Linked DNA regions of Sus scrofa: all the other regions are linked to region 1. Evidence: chromatin contacts called from public HiChIP or PLAC-seq and promoter capture Hi-C data. All regions are on one chromosome and are shown on one strand. Each heading gives the region's core, a stretch centred on a gene start, on an enhancer-like site or on the middle of the called end of the contact. The rest is flanking DNA. Distances are from core to core; before and after follow the strand shown.

What was found. Promoter capture Hi-C pulls out the DNA fragments that hold promoters and counts their contacts. HiChIP or PLAC-seq counts read pairs in DNA pulled down with a chosen protein or histone mark.
Region 2: a contact with region 1 is called in a promoter capture Hi-C map of liver, with 4 times the contacts expected there. The contact joins the promoter of CRIPT here to the promoter of MCFD2 in region 1. A contact is called at or near these places in 2 of 5 promoter capture datasets (fetal liver and liver), 1 of 47 Hi-C or Micro-C datasets (liver) and 2 of 2 datasets of contacts at active chromatin or transcription factors (alveolar macrophages and skeletal muscle).
Region 3: an H3K27ac HiChIP or PLAC-seq map of alveolar macrophages shows a contact between it and region 1. The contact joins the promoter of MSH2 here to the promoter of MCFD2 in region 1. A contact is called at or near these places in 2 of 5 promoter capture datasets (fetal liver and liver) and 2 of 2 datasets of contacts at active chromatin or transcription factors (alveolar macrophages and skeletal muscle).
Region 4: a contact with region 1 is called in an H3K27ac HiChIP or PLAC-seq map of alveolar macrophages. The contact joins the promoter of RHOQ here to the promoter of MCFD2 in region 1. A contact is called at or near these places in 2 of 2 datasets of contacts at active chromatin or transcription factors (alveolar macrophages and skeletal muscle).

What each region holds. Positions count from the first base shown.
Region 1 is chr3:93,619,052-93,622,328 of Sscrofa11.1, reverse strand. MCFD2 (multiple coagulation factor deficiency protein 2) reads right to left here and starts at 1,408. Exons shown (of 4, transcript XM_021087556.1): 1 at 1,136-1,408. The coding sequence starts at 1,393.
Region 2 is chr3:93,924,306-93,927,451 of Sscrofa11.1, reverse strand. CRIPT (cysteine-rich PDZ-binding protein) reads left to right here and starts at 1,536. Exons shown (of 6, transcript XR_002342732.1): 1 at 1,536-1,685. PIGF (phosphatidylinositol-glycan biosynthesis class F protein) reads right to left here and starts at 1,566. Exons shown (of 6, transcript XM_003125167.6): 1 at 1,338-1,566. It also overlaps a transcript of SOCS5 not described here.
Region 3 is chr3:93,161,994-93,165,268 of Sscrofa11.1, reverse strand. It overlaps MSH2 (mutS homolog 2), which reads left to right and starts at 1,713. Exons shown (of 16, transcript NM_001195357.1): 1 at 1,713-1,957. The coding sequence starts at 1,747.
Region 4 is chr3:94,011,272-94,014,616 of Sscrofa11.1, reverse strand. It overlaps RHOQ (rho-related GTP-binding protein RhoQ), which reads left to right and starts at 1,957. Exons shown (of 5, transcript XM_005662574.3): 1 at 1,957-2,441; 2 at 3,003-3,061. The coding sequence starts at 2,300. ATP6V1E2 (V-type proton ATPase subunit E 2) reads right to left here and starts at 2,365. Exons shown (of 5, transcript XR_002342728.1): 1 at 1,673-2,365; 2 at 706-779.

The sequences.
Region 1 (3,277 bases), core at 159-2,658:
CTGAGGATAGGACTGTGACCCAGACTGGCTCCTGTCCCACAGATTTCAGCCTGGTGGGAAAAGAGAGAGTAAATAAGTCAGCTGTAGGATACCACAGAAGCCCCAATCCACACCTGGATTAATACATGAAAGAGGATTTCTTCAATTAAAGGACAACACCTCTGGCAGAGGGAATGACATAACAAGTCTTAGCCTTCTAGCCTAAGCCCAAAAGAATGTCCAATCTGAGAACCAAAAATGGTTCAATGTGGTTGAAAACACAGTATAGTGGAGATAGATGCGACAGACTAAAGCAAAAAGAGGAAAGGTCATGAGGGGTCTCATAAGCCCGTCCAAGAGCTTGAAAGAGCAATGGGAATTCACAGAAAGGCAGTAAGGGAAGAGTGAGTAGGTCTGGTGACTTTTTTGTGTTTTAAAACCATCACTCTGGCTTTCCAGTACATAACAAACTACAGAGGAAAAAGGAGATACAGGGAGCTAGTCAGGAAGCTACCAAGGAAGTCCAGGGGAGAGATGATGGTGGCCTGAACCAGCTAGAGCAGAGGGACTGGGTGTGACGAAGTGGGTGTATCCAGAGATTTGCGATGGATTCGATGTGGATGGGTAAAGGGTGCAGCGGACGAGAAGGACGCCCAGGTTTCCGGCTTGTGCAATCAGGTGGATGGCGGTGCCATACCAGACAAAAAATACAAGAGGGGAATACAAAGTTCCCCCGCCTCCCCCACTCCCCTGGCACAACGTGGCCAAGCTCGCCAGCCCAACAGGACCTGTTTATTTGTCTCCCCCGGAGGGAGACGGAGTACCAGGGGCAGACGGAGAGCAAAGACTCAGGCCCGCGCGCGCAGGTCACGGCAGATTGGCCGCGCCCATTAGGCTTATCGCCCCTGCGGCTTCTCCCCGGGAAGAGGCTCTTCTCCTAGTCAGCTATCTTCTCGAGGCGGCTCGGGTCCGAGACCCGCAGCCAGGCCGCTCCTGTCTCCCAACCTGAGCCCGAAGCCCCGGGATCCTTGAAGGACGCCGGGATCGCGCCTTGCTGAGGACCCCTGAGGCCCGCCCCACGGATCTCCTCCTCCAAGGTCGGGTCACAGGCCTCACAGGCCGCAGCCAGATCACGACTGTCCCGTGGTTCACTCACCCTCTCTGCCACCAGCTGCCAAACAGCTTTCCGCAAAAGCGAAGCACCCCGGCGTGAGCCTCGACAGCCCCGGTCCTCAGAACTCTTTTCCCTGGCCCTGGCCCCGCCCCACTCCCCGTCCGCTGTGCGCACGCGCGCCCCTTCTGCCCGCCCATTGGCGCCGTGAAGCCCCTCCCCTGCTCCGCTGGTGTAGTGCGGGCCGCTGGGGCGATTCCACGTGTAACGGACCGTGGCCCGGTAAAGGTCAGGCGGAGGCATTTCTTCTGCCCACCCTCCAGAGGGTGAGGATGGTGGGGACCTGCGTTGGGCTATCTGAACCCCCAGAGTCCTGACAGGTTGCTAGGCAATGCAGGAAGCCCCCCAGAGAGAAATGATGGCTAATGCGACGGGGTGGGCGCCAAAACTGGCTTTTGGTTCCACCTCCACATTTACAGGTCCCTGCATTCCTCTGACTGCAAGTTGGGAAGTATAATAGTATAAAGAAAAAATGTTGCCTGCCAGTCCTGTTCGCCGAGGATCAAGCCATGAGCCACTGTACTTGCCCACCCACCGTGTGCCCTGAGGGGAATTCAGAATGGAGAAAAACAGGAAACATTCTGTACTATAGATATACTGGCTTCAGTTAAGCTGTATCTCTAAGGAAAATTCTCAACTGACCCCATATTCTTGCATCTTCTCTTTCATAGAATGACACTAAAAGCATTAATTTGAGATGTCTGTTCTTTGCGATTAGCAGCAATCTTTTGATGCTTGACTAGATGTCTTTCCCCTCAAAAGAGTTCATATATATCCTAGCTTGTTCCTTACCTCTTGAGAGCAGATCCTCAGAGCCGAGAAGCTGTCTCCTCCACTATAGTCCCCAGTAAGTTCCCTTAATAAAACTTTTAACTCACAACTTCTATGTTGTACGTTTTTCTTTTAGTCAGCAGTAAGGAATTTTAATTCTTCTCATGATGAAACAGCCAAAAACACTGGAGCTGGCCTTGGATCCCTCGTTTCCAAGACTGGCCTACGTGCAGCCTCTGATTGCTCCATTCTGCAAGCTGCATCTTCTACAATACACATTCACTCGTATATGAGTCCCACCAAGATTTTATGGGCAGCCCAGTTCAAATACCACTTTACCTGTGCGGTTTGTGAAATCAGTCATCATTCAAGACAGGAAAAAGCACTCCCAAAAAACTGACCCACTAACAAAGGAAACAAACAGATAAGCCCCATATGATTCTGCCCTTATACCTTTTCTCCTATACAAGACTGTTCAGTGAATAGTTATTGATCAGATGGGTAAGTGAATGTAGGACTGTCATTTTTAAAATTCCTTCTCCCATTTGTGCCCATAAAGATACATAATCTTTTTTTTTTTTTTCTTTTTTTCAGTCTTTTTAGGGCCACACCTGAGGCATATGGAGTTCCCCAGGCTAGGGTCCAATGGGAGCTGAAGCCACTGGCCTACACCACAGCAATGCCAGATACGAGACACATCTTCAACCTATACCACACCTCATGCCTGATCCTTAACCCACTGAGCAAGGCAGGGATCGAACCCACGTCCTCATGGGTGCAAGTCAGGTTCGTTAACCGCTGAGCCACGACGGCAACTCCTACATAGTCATTTTCATGTGAGCCTGGATCCAGAAAGGGAGAGACAGAGAAAGAAAGTGATTAAGTAGATGATCCCAGAACACTCCCTGCAGTCTGCTTTAGGAGATCAGGGCCCTGCAAGTTGATCGGGATAACTGCTACTGATCATGACTCATTCCTTTTCCCACCTTCAACTGAGTTTGAAATCTGTCAACCCTACCCTAGAGAAAAATTCCAGGATCCCAAAGTCCCTGAAGAAACTCTTACTAATTCAAATACAAACAAGACATGGTCTCTTCTTTCAACAAGCTCAGTGATATCTCCACATGAGTGTCTAACTAGCATACATTTAACTTGGCCCCCCGATATATTAATTTTCACCTCCAAACATGTACCACCCTGTTTTGCCCATTTTAGTAAATGTCACTGCCATTCACTTTTTTCAAGCCAAATTCTAGTGGTTCCCCCCCAAAAAAACTTTATTGAGATATCATTGACATCAAGAAACAATCATCTACTACCTAGACTAGGTGAGACCTTCCCAACTGACCTCCCCGT
Region 2 (3,146 bases), core at 287-2,786, 300 kb before region 1:
TACTTTGGCTGAATTGTTGGCATTCTTTTTTAATCACTGTGTTCCATTGTCTATCAACACAGTTGTTCACATTTTCTAGCAAATACCAAGAAACAGCAGGTGCACACTGAAATACACAAATGGTGGTCAATGTCATCAAGAGCGTTCAAAAAACATCATGCTAAACTAAGGGATCTCAGCGCCCCAAAATACCAAAATGGCAATGTCAGACGCTAGATTCCAATGAAAAGAAGAGCTTCATGAAAAGGGAAAAAAAATTTTACTTTCTCTCTCTCCCATCTCTATATATCTATTTTATGTATGCATGTATTTACAAATTATCTAACAGAGAGCTTATATGTAGTATTGACTAATGTTAAGTAAGGAGTCCACGTGTCACACTGTGGTGACTAGTCCAGAATAAAACCCCATATATATACACACACATATATGTGTACGTGTGCGTATATATAAAAGGGTAAAAGGGCAAATCCAGGCCTTATCCTAACACTCTCATTTATTCACACTATATTTTTCAAAAGAAAATACATTACTGATAAGGAAAAAGACTAGCAGAGATTAGTAAACATTGCAAGCTACCAAGGTCCCAAGTGCTAAAGCCATTTCAAACCCTAGCTAACCTTTTTGATGATATAGATATATACTAGGAGGTATGAATGGCAAGAAAGGAGAAAGGAAATCTTTCTCACCGGTCCTATCTTCTTCTGGGCCACCCTCAAAATCCCAATTGACAGGAGCAGATTTGTACATAAGACAGTGAGCAATACACAAACTTAATGCTGCGTGAATGAGTGAATGAACGAAGAGTAGGTGCAGAGTTGCCCTTCCTGAGAAACCAGCCTTATATTAGGCCTTGGAGAGCTCAGGAGGACTTCCGCCAGGTGCCCCCTGGGGCAGCTATTGCCCAGGTGCCCGTGGTCTGACCTGGCCCAGATCCTCAAGCCTTGCAGCGGAAGAGAGGGCCATTCTGAAAGGCTCCTGGAGGCGCCTTCGCGGGAATCGTGGGACCGTAATCTCCAGCCCCATCCCAAACTGGGTCGCTGCGGACTCTGCCCAAGCCCCAGCCGACTGTGGGCAGAAAGGGACAAGCTGAGAAGCATAATCAAAGAGCACAGGCGTAAAGACCAAGAGAAACGGCGGGACAAACACAGAAAGTCGGAACTGAAAAAGAGCCAGTTCATCGGGGCAGCCCCTGGGTCACGCCGGAAGGGCGGCGCTCGAGGGGCCCGCGGGCAAGGGCCTATTGGTAGCAGAGATTTCCGATCAGTTGGGCAATTGGCGGGGGTGGCTTGCAGCCGCTGGAGGCTCGTGCGCCGGGAGCGTCCGGCTGGGCTTACCTAACTCTCCCGCTCGCGGAAGAGAACGGGAGGGCTACTACCTCCCACCATCAGGTGCAACTCGCCGCCCTGAGTCTCGCGCAGGCGCAGGCCAGCAGGGCGGAGACCGAAGGCCTCACAACCAATCGCAGAAGTGGAGAGGTGGGCCAAGAAGGAAGCCCCGCCTTCCCGCTCTCCTTTATTCCTCCCGCGGCTTTCCAGGTGTAGAATAGGCGGGGCGGAGGATCCGGAAGTGGACTTTCATAACCCGGAAGGGGAGTGTTTTCTCAGCTGTGGTGTTGATGGTTTCCAGCTCCCGATCCTACTGCGACTGAGGGAATCGTCGCGAAAGGATGGTGTGCGAAAAATGTGAGTTAAGGAAACTCTTCTGCGGGAGAAGAAGGCTGGGACAACCTAACTGGAGTTCCCCGGGACTTTATTCCTTTGTTTTTACTTTGGCCACAAGTCTCTGATTCTAGCCTCTGTTCTGTCCTGCCCTTTGACCATTCCTGCCTCTCCATCGACCGTATAGTCCTCCGTTTGTTGCATTCAGGGTGGTCTCCTTGTCTGTTTTGCACCTCCTTGTCTGTTTCCATTGTTTTCGTTCAACCCCTGAGCTTCTTGACTGGCTCCCTCATTTCAGAGCTTCAGGTTGAAATGGATCTTAAAAGTCGCTTCCACAGCAACTGGAGTTGCTAGGTTTAGCAAATAAAAGTACTGGACGCCCAGTTAAATTTGAATTTCAGGTAAACCAAGAATAATTTTTAGTGTGCGTCCTATGCAATATTTGAGATTTGGCTCTGTTTGCTGCTCCTTACTGCTGTAAAGCAAGGCACTTACTTTTAGGACATTGTCTACTGAAAAAGTATTCATTGTTTATTTGAAATTTAAATCTAACTTTTGGCGCAGGGTTCCATACCTGGCCCAGGAACTTCCACATGCTGTGAGTGCTTAAATGGTCCTTGAACGAATACCCAGAGTATTGAGGAATGGTGGCCGGTGTGTAGGAGAATCTCACCACCTTGGAAGCAGTCCGTGTTGATTTTACTGGCTTTTAGAAAGGTCTTTCCTTCTTCTAGTTGCCGTCCAGTAATTCTAATACCACCCTCTGAGATTTGATATTTTTGCTCCCACAAACTGGTTGTGTATTTAAAAAGAGCAGTCTTATTCCCGTTTTCCTGAGTCTAAACATGTCCTCTTAATTTGATTATCGTCAGTTTGATTATCATCTAATTAACTTGATCCATTTCGTTTACCCCCCCCCCACAGTATATAAAGCCTTATAGCTTTGAACACAGAATTTGAATCACAGTTTTCAGATTAGGTGAAAGAATGACCATGACAGTTACTTTAATACATTCTCAAGGTGCAGAGAATAATTTGGGATTTCTGTATCTGGAGACTGGCATTCAGGATGACCCTCTACAATGAGGCCACATCTTACCTTTTTAACTTTATTTTCACTAACCCTTACCATCTTTACAGTTCAGCCAAGCCAAACTATTTTGCCTGACTGCATGTACCTCGAGTTCTCCACGCCTTTTATCAGGATGTGTCCTTTATCCAGTTTACCTTCATCCTCCTTTCTCCTTTTTCTTCATGGTCTCATTACCACAAACCCTCTCTACTGCCTTCTTCACAAAGCTTTCCTGGATTTCCCTAGTCAAGGTTATTTCTTCCTCCATGGAATGTATCTTAGTACTTCAGCTCTTAACATACTGTTTACTTTCAGTTGAATAATGCTAAACTTTTGTTGTTGTTCTCGGAGCCCTTTGAGAATGTGACAAAAGCTGTGGACTTAACAGAGTCTATTAAAAAAAAAATGGATAT
Region 3 (3,275 bases), core at 464-2,963, 460 kb after region 1:
ATATACTGCGGAGAGACCAAAAAAAAAAAAAAAAGTGGTTATTTTGATGCAGAACTCATTCATTTACAAACATTTCCTGTGCACCTAATACGTGCCAGGCCCTCTGGTGCACAGATGGTTAAGCTTACAGAGTCTGGAACTCTAGCTCTATCACTTACCATTAGCTCTGTGACCTTGGGCAAGCCACTTCACATCTCCAGGTTTCAATTTCCTCATTGTAAAATAAGAGTAACAATAGCTCCCAACATTTAGAGTTGTGCAGATTAATAAAACAGTAAGCACATGTAAAAATAGTCAATAAGTGCTAACGAACATTAGCCATTAATATAAATGAACATACTCATCTATGCTCTTTCCAGGTGTTTAGTAAGAGAGATAGGCGAACAGATATGTCTAAACCAATGCTGCAAATATTATAATAGAGATGTAACTACAATGGTACTCCAGAAGGTAACAGAACCAATTACACCTGGGGGACTGCAGGGCAGGGCCCTTCCAGAGCAGAGGGACAAGTCTGTGTTGGAGCCACATGTGTTGAAAGGGAAGGAAGATGATTGCTCCAGATCAAAGAGTTGGGGTAAGAACAGGGGGCACTGCAGGGAGTGGGAAATATAGTCAGCAGTCAAATGGTTCAAACTTCCTCTACTTCTGAAGCTATTTGAATTTTAACAGGCCAGTGGTCCAGAGCGTCCAGGGAGCTTTCTTGAAACATCTCAAGACCCCATCTTCCAAAATTCCAACCCATTATATGTGGGCGGGGCCCCAGAACGCCTCTGAAAAGCCCCCAGGGTAATTGTGCTGCTGAATCAGGGTTTGGGGACTGCTTTTCTGGGTGGATGGTGAGCCAAACAGGAGAGTGCAATAGCTTTTGTAAGGCAGCTTACTATGCAGGACATATTCTGATCTCCAAGTCTTTGTTCAACATTAAAAAACAAAGAACAACAACAAAAAACACTGATCCATTTTTATTTTTCACCTAAACACGTTATCTTCTAACAGTTTACTTGCTGCAAGTTTACTTAGTGTATTATCTGAATCCATTCATTAGAATATAAGCTCAACTAAGGCAGTGGCTTTTTTCTTTCCTCAGATCCTAGAAGTCTGGAACACAGTAGGTCTTAAGTTTTTGATTGAATGAATCAATTAAGGAACGGACGACATGAGAATTAGGCTAGTACGGAGCAGTAGGGAGGTTGTGGAGAAGAAACCTCTAATATTGATGTAGGCAGTTTTGCCTGAAAAGGAAAAGGGACGCGATTGGAGAGAGGGGCACAGGTCTAAAAAAAATACCGATAGAGTGGAAGGCTAGGTTTTCCTTGTTTTCAAGTTTCTTTCTGATTTCATGCTCTTGCTTCCGGGGCAGATAATATATTCAAAACCTGCCAGAATGTCCCACCTGGTCTTCTAATCTAGTTATCTCTCCACCTGGTTCCTTGCTCAAGCACGGAGAAAACCCGGAGAACTGAACTCTTTAAAGGATGGGCTTCTGGCAGGGTCGGCGCTCGACCTAGGCTCAAGCATGCGCAGTAGACAGAGTCACCAGCGTGCGCGGGAAGCTGGGCCGCGTCCGATTATGATTGGCTGTCACGGCGCACTCCCACCCACCGAAATACAGCGCTGAATGCTGATTGGGTACCTCCGCAGAGGCTGGACGCCGCACGGGGGGCGAGGGAGGGGAGGCGGGAAACAGCTTAGTGGGTGCGGGGTCGTGCAGTTCCCTCAGGCTGTTGGCAGAGAGATTCCGAAATGGCGGTGCAGCCGAAGGAGACACTGCAGCTGGAGAGCGCAGCCGAGATCGGCTTCGTGCGCTTCTTCCAGGGCATGCCTGAGAAGCCGACCACCACGGTGCGCCTTTTCGACCGGGGCGACTTCTACACCGCGCACGGCGAGGACGCACTCCTAGCTGCCCGGGAGGTGTTCAAGACCCAGGGGGTGGTCAAGTTCATGGGGCCGGCAGGTGAGGGCGCGGACCGCATGGGCTCTGGGGGAACCCCGCGGAGGGGGCTTCTTTCAGGAAGTGGGAGGTGGGGAGGCACTGGGGCGGGGACTTTGGCGCTTCGTGGGGCACTGCGCTTGCTCCTGGTCGAGTGGGGCGCCACCCACCGTCTGCCCTGGGTCTGCCCCTCTGCAGCTGTCCTGAATGGGAACTATAACAATCACTAGGTTGCCAGGCTTCGAGGCGTTTTAACACATTGTTCTATTTAATTTTCCTGCAGCTGGCGTGGGTGTCTGCTTCTCGGCCCGGGCCCCTCCTTGGCCCAGGGGAATCTCATCGCACACCGCCGCCAAACCTCTTTATCACAAATTCCATTCCAGGAGTGAGATTTAGAATAGAAGGGGTTTGGGAAGACCGTTTTATGTCACCAACGTGATTTTGCTTGTTGGGCGAATGTGGTTTATACCGCCCTTCAGCGCAGGGTTCTGTAGTGTCTGCTGTTGATAGGCGGTATCGCCAGGTGGTCAGGACCTCGGACCCTGGAGCCAGATTGCCTAGAGTCAAGTTGCGGCCCCTCCACTTACTAGCTGTGTGGCCTCGGGCTAGTCCAGTATGTCTGTGCTTCCTCTCGGCATTCAGTGCCTTCCATGACCCGTCCTTATGTTTCTAACATCTCTCTCCCTGGAAAGCTACAAACTTCTCAGCCTCTGTGAGTTAGATGTTCTCGATGTTTTTGTTAATCTTTTTTTTCCCCTGCCTGCGTTGTGATAATGGAATGAACATTCTAGGAGGAATAAGACATAGTACTGCCTCTGCCACATGCAGATGGGATGTTACTGACAAAAGATGTTCTTTCATTAGGTAGACATTCATTGAGTGCTGCCGGTATCAGGCAGGGTTATGGACACCAGGGGTACCTAGATGGAAAGGCAGTACCATATCCCCGCCTTCACAGAGCTCCCCCTAGTGGAGAGCAAGGCAGAAATAATTCCAATTCCAGGTCAAGAACTGTGGAGGATGATCCACAGCAAGTTGCTGAAGAGGCATAGAGGCAGGATTGCCCATGACTGGGCATGACGGGAACTGCGGGAGTTCCTGTTGTGGTGCAGTGGGAAACGAATCCCATTAGTATCCGTGAGGATCCAGGTTTGGTTCCCTGGCCTCGCTCAGCGGTTTAAGTATCTGGTGTTGTGAACTGTGGTCTAGGTCGCAGACGTGGCTTGGATCTGGCGTGGCTGTGGCGTCGGCCGGCAGCGGTAGTTCCCATTACACCCCTCGCCTTTGGACTTCCATATGCCAAGGGTGCGGCCAGAAAAGCCAAAAGAAAAAAAAAAAAAGG
Region 4 (3,345 bases), core at 708-3,207, 390 kb before region 1:
TCTCTCAGGACACATGCTGTAAGGCCCTAGCGTTCTCGAGGGTGAGCCCTGATTTCACCCTTATGGATGAGCTCACATTTCTTGATAAGAAAGCTGAGGCCCCAAGAAAAAAAGTGGCACGATCAAAGTCACACGGCTAACTAGTGTCAGAGCTGGAACCAAATGCCCTCTCCTGGCTGAGTGCACTCTAGTAGCTCCTACATCTCTCCTCATAGACCTTCCTTTCAGAATTCTAGCTCCAGCAAATGCTGCCTGAAGAAGTGATCCTGTGGCAAAGGGGTCAAGTTCTCTTTTCTTCCCCTCTAGAAGGAAGTGGCAGTGACTGGAGACTGGCCTTGAACCAAGATCCAACTTCAAGGCACTGAACTGCCTTCCTTAACTTGTCATTCCGCACACACAGAGTATCTTCCAGAGTCATTGCATAATCTAAAGCGTTTGGCAATATAAATACCCACACTCAGACACAAATGGAGGGGCCTGGTGAGACTTTCAGTGGGACCCCACGAGGAACTTTCAATAATCCAGGAAATCTTCCAGGACAGTGGAAATCGGATTTGGGGTTGAGAGTTGAGGCCTGGGAAGTGTGGCATGAGCACACAACTGAGCATTTCCCAAGGTGTGTTCCAAGTCCTTGAATGCTAGAATTCAAGGAGGAGGCTTTGCGATAACTAACCACTTCACCTCTGTGTGTCTCAATTCGCTTACCTACAATCTTAGGGAGATATAAGAGATGGTCCAGCTGACCTCGGCAGTGCCTCTCAGAATAGCATTTTCTGATCCTGCGAAGAGATGAAAGGAATCGATTGAACTCAAGTCAGCACTTGAAGGGAAGGGGGGGCGTGGTGTCAACGTGTGGGGTATCCTCTTTCCCCCACCCCTCTCCCCCAGGGCCTAAAGTTAGAAGGAGCATTGTTGGCCAGTGAATGGGACCTGGCCAGACGGGTGTTATAAAGCTTCTCCCAGGCAGGAGGATAGGAGATGTCGCTTGGATCATAAGCCACATCTTAGAGCTCTAGAGTGTATCACTCCTCAGGGACCACAACCTAATACCTTCGAGGGACACGGGGACCATAAAGGGGCCTCAGAGAATGTCGCCTGTAGGGGGAGCACAGGTACACCTGCCGCCTCCACAGTCTCGGAGTCTCCCTTTTCTGACGGATCAGGGGGAGGGGGGGAATGCATCTGTGGTTCAAGATGCTGTAACTCCCTTAGTCACCAGATTCATAGTAAATGATTCAAGCTCTGCTGCGAACAGCATAGGCTGGTGGTGGTGGGAGGGGGGAACCAAACAATAAACCAGAAGTCCCCACTTTCCAGCTCATGGACCACCACCCCTGCCCCATCACTCCGCGCGCCTTAAAAAAAAAAAAAAAAAAAAAAAAATTTTTTTTTTTTTAACTCTCTTGGCCTTTCTTCCTTCCCGATTTCTAGTTCTGTTGTGCACTTAGAGGCCGATAGGCTGGATCCTGCCTTCCGGGTGGAATTTAAATGTATATGTATAATTTTGCAGGACTGTTGCGTCATCGTAGCAGTCTTCGTGGTTCCCCAGGAGGCCTCCACGTCTTCTCCCAGCATCGGGGGCTTTGGACGCTTCTGAGAGCTGCCGGCACTTTCGCGAGGAGCCCTCGGCTCCTCCCGAGTGCTGGTCTCCAGCCCCCTCCCCCAGCCTCACCTTCCTCCCGCTCGCTCTTCCTCGGCTCCTCCTCCTCGCCCCCTCCCTGCAGCCCTCGCGGGGAGTCAAGCTAGGGTGAGCCCGCAGGGCCGAGCAGCGGCTGCAGGCTGGGCGTGGGGCGCCGGAGCCCGCGGGCGGGCGGGCGGGGGCGCCGGGCGGGTGGCCCGCGATCGGGGGAGGCGCCTGGGCCCGCCCTCCTCTCGGGCCGAGCCTGGAGGGGGCCTGGGCCGGCGCGGGGCGGGGAGAGCCTCCTGGCCCCTCCCCTCCGCTGCCCTCCCCAAAGTTGCCGTCTCCCCGGGGGCCGGCCAGTCTTATGATCCAGCGGATCCTCCTGGGGAGGCCGGGCCGGGGAGAGGGCGCGGGCGCCGAACAGCGGGGGCAGCGGGCAGGCGCAGCGACCGGGGCCCGGGCGGGGATCCGGGCAGCGACCGAGGCGGCGGCAGCGCCCCGGGCCCGCCGCCCCTTCCCCTCGGGCAGGGGGAGCCGCTGCATGGGGCCGGGGGGGCGGCCCTGCTGCGCGGAGCGGCGGCGGCGGCGGCGGCGGACCCCCCAGGCGGGCTGGGGCTGAGCCCGGGGCCGGGGCGGGGGCTCCGGGGGGACCATGCCCGGAGGCCGGCCGGCCGCAGCATGGCTCACGGGCCCGGCGCGCTGATGCTCAAGTGCGTGGTGGTCGGCGACGGGGCGGTGGGCAAGACTTGCCTACTCATGAGCTATGCCAACGACGCCTTCCCGGAGGAGTACGTGCCCACCGTCTTCGACCACTACGCAGGTAAGCCTCGGAAGTGCTGACTAAGGGGCCGCTCCCCGGGCCGGGAACTTTGGAGCAACTTTGGCTGAGCCCCCTAGCCGCCTCCCCTGCGCGCGCTCCCCGCCCCTCCCCCGCCGCGCCCTCCGCGGGGCGCCGGGCCCCACCCCCAGGCTTTCCCTCTGGCAGCCCCCCGCCTGCCCGATCCACCCCTCTTCTCACCCCCGACCTCTGTGCGGCGTCCCTACGCCCAGTACTTCCTAACCCCCTCTGTGCCCCGGGCCGACCTCGTTGACCTTCCTAGGGCCGCCTTCCTTACTTCCCAAAGCCCTGGGGGAGGAGGGTGAGGGAAACGTGGCTATGGGACTTGGGAAAAGAGATTGGGCAGCTGGGGCGCCACATCGCACCCCGGCCTCAGGCCACTTCCCGGTGAGCCGGGCACAGGGGAAAAGGGGTGGCATCCCCGGAGGCGCGCCCGCGTGCCTCCAGCTGGGTTGGGAGAGGAGGGTCCGGGTGGGGAACGAAACCGCCCCGAGCCTAGATAATTGTGAGCTTCTCTCCCCGCCCCCACTTCTGCCCTTGCAGTCAGCGTCACCGTAGGGGGCAAGCAGTACCTCCTGGGACTCTATGACACAGCCGGACAGGTGAGTGTCTGGGCTTCTGGCCGACACCCCCCTCCTTTTCCCCAATTCAAGACGGTTGCGAAGGGCCTTGGAAACTGTCTAGGAGCGAGGGTGTGTCTGCGAGGTTCCCTCTGGATCAAGTATCTCATTTTTTAAGTCAGCGAATTAGGAAAAGGAAAAAAAACAAAAAACAAAAAACCTTGGCAACATCGGGACCAGCCCACCCCACGTGAACCCCTGGGCTGAAAGTTTTTGCCTGTGTGTGCCTTCTGTCTGGTGCCTGGCGTGTGGGTCCCAACTCCTGT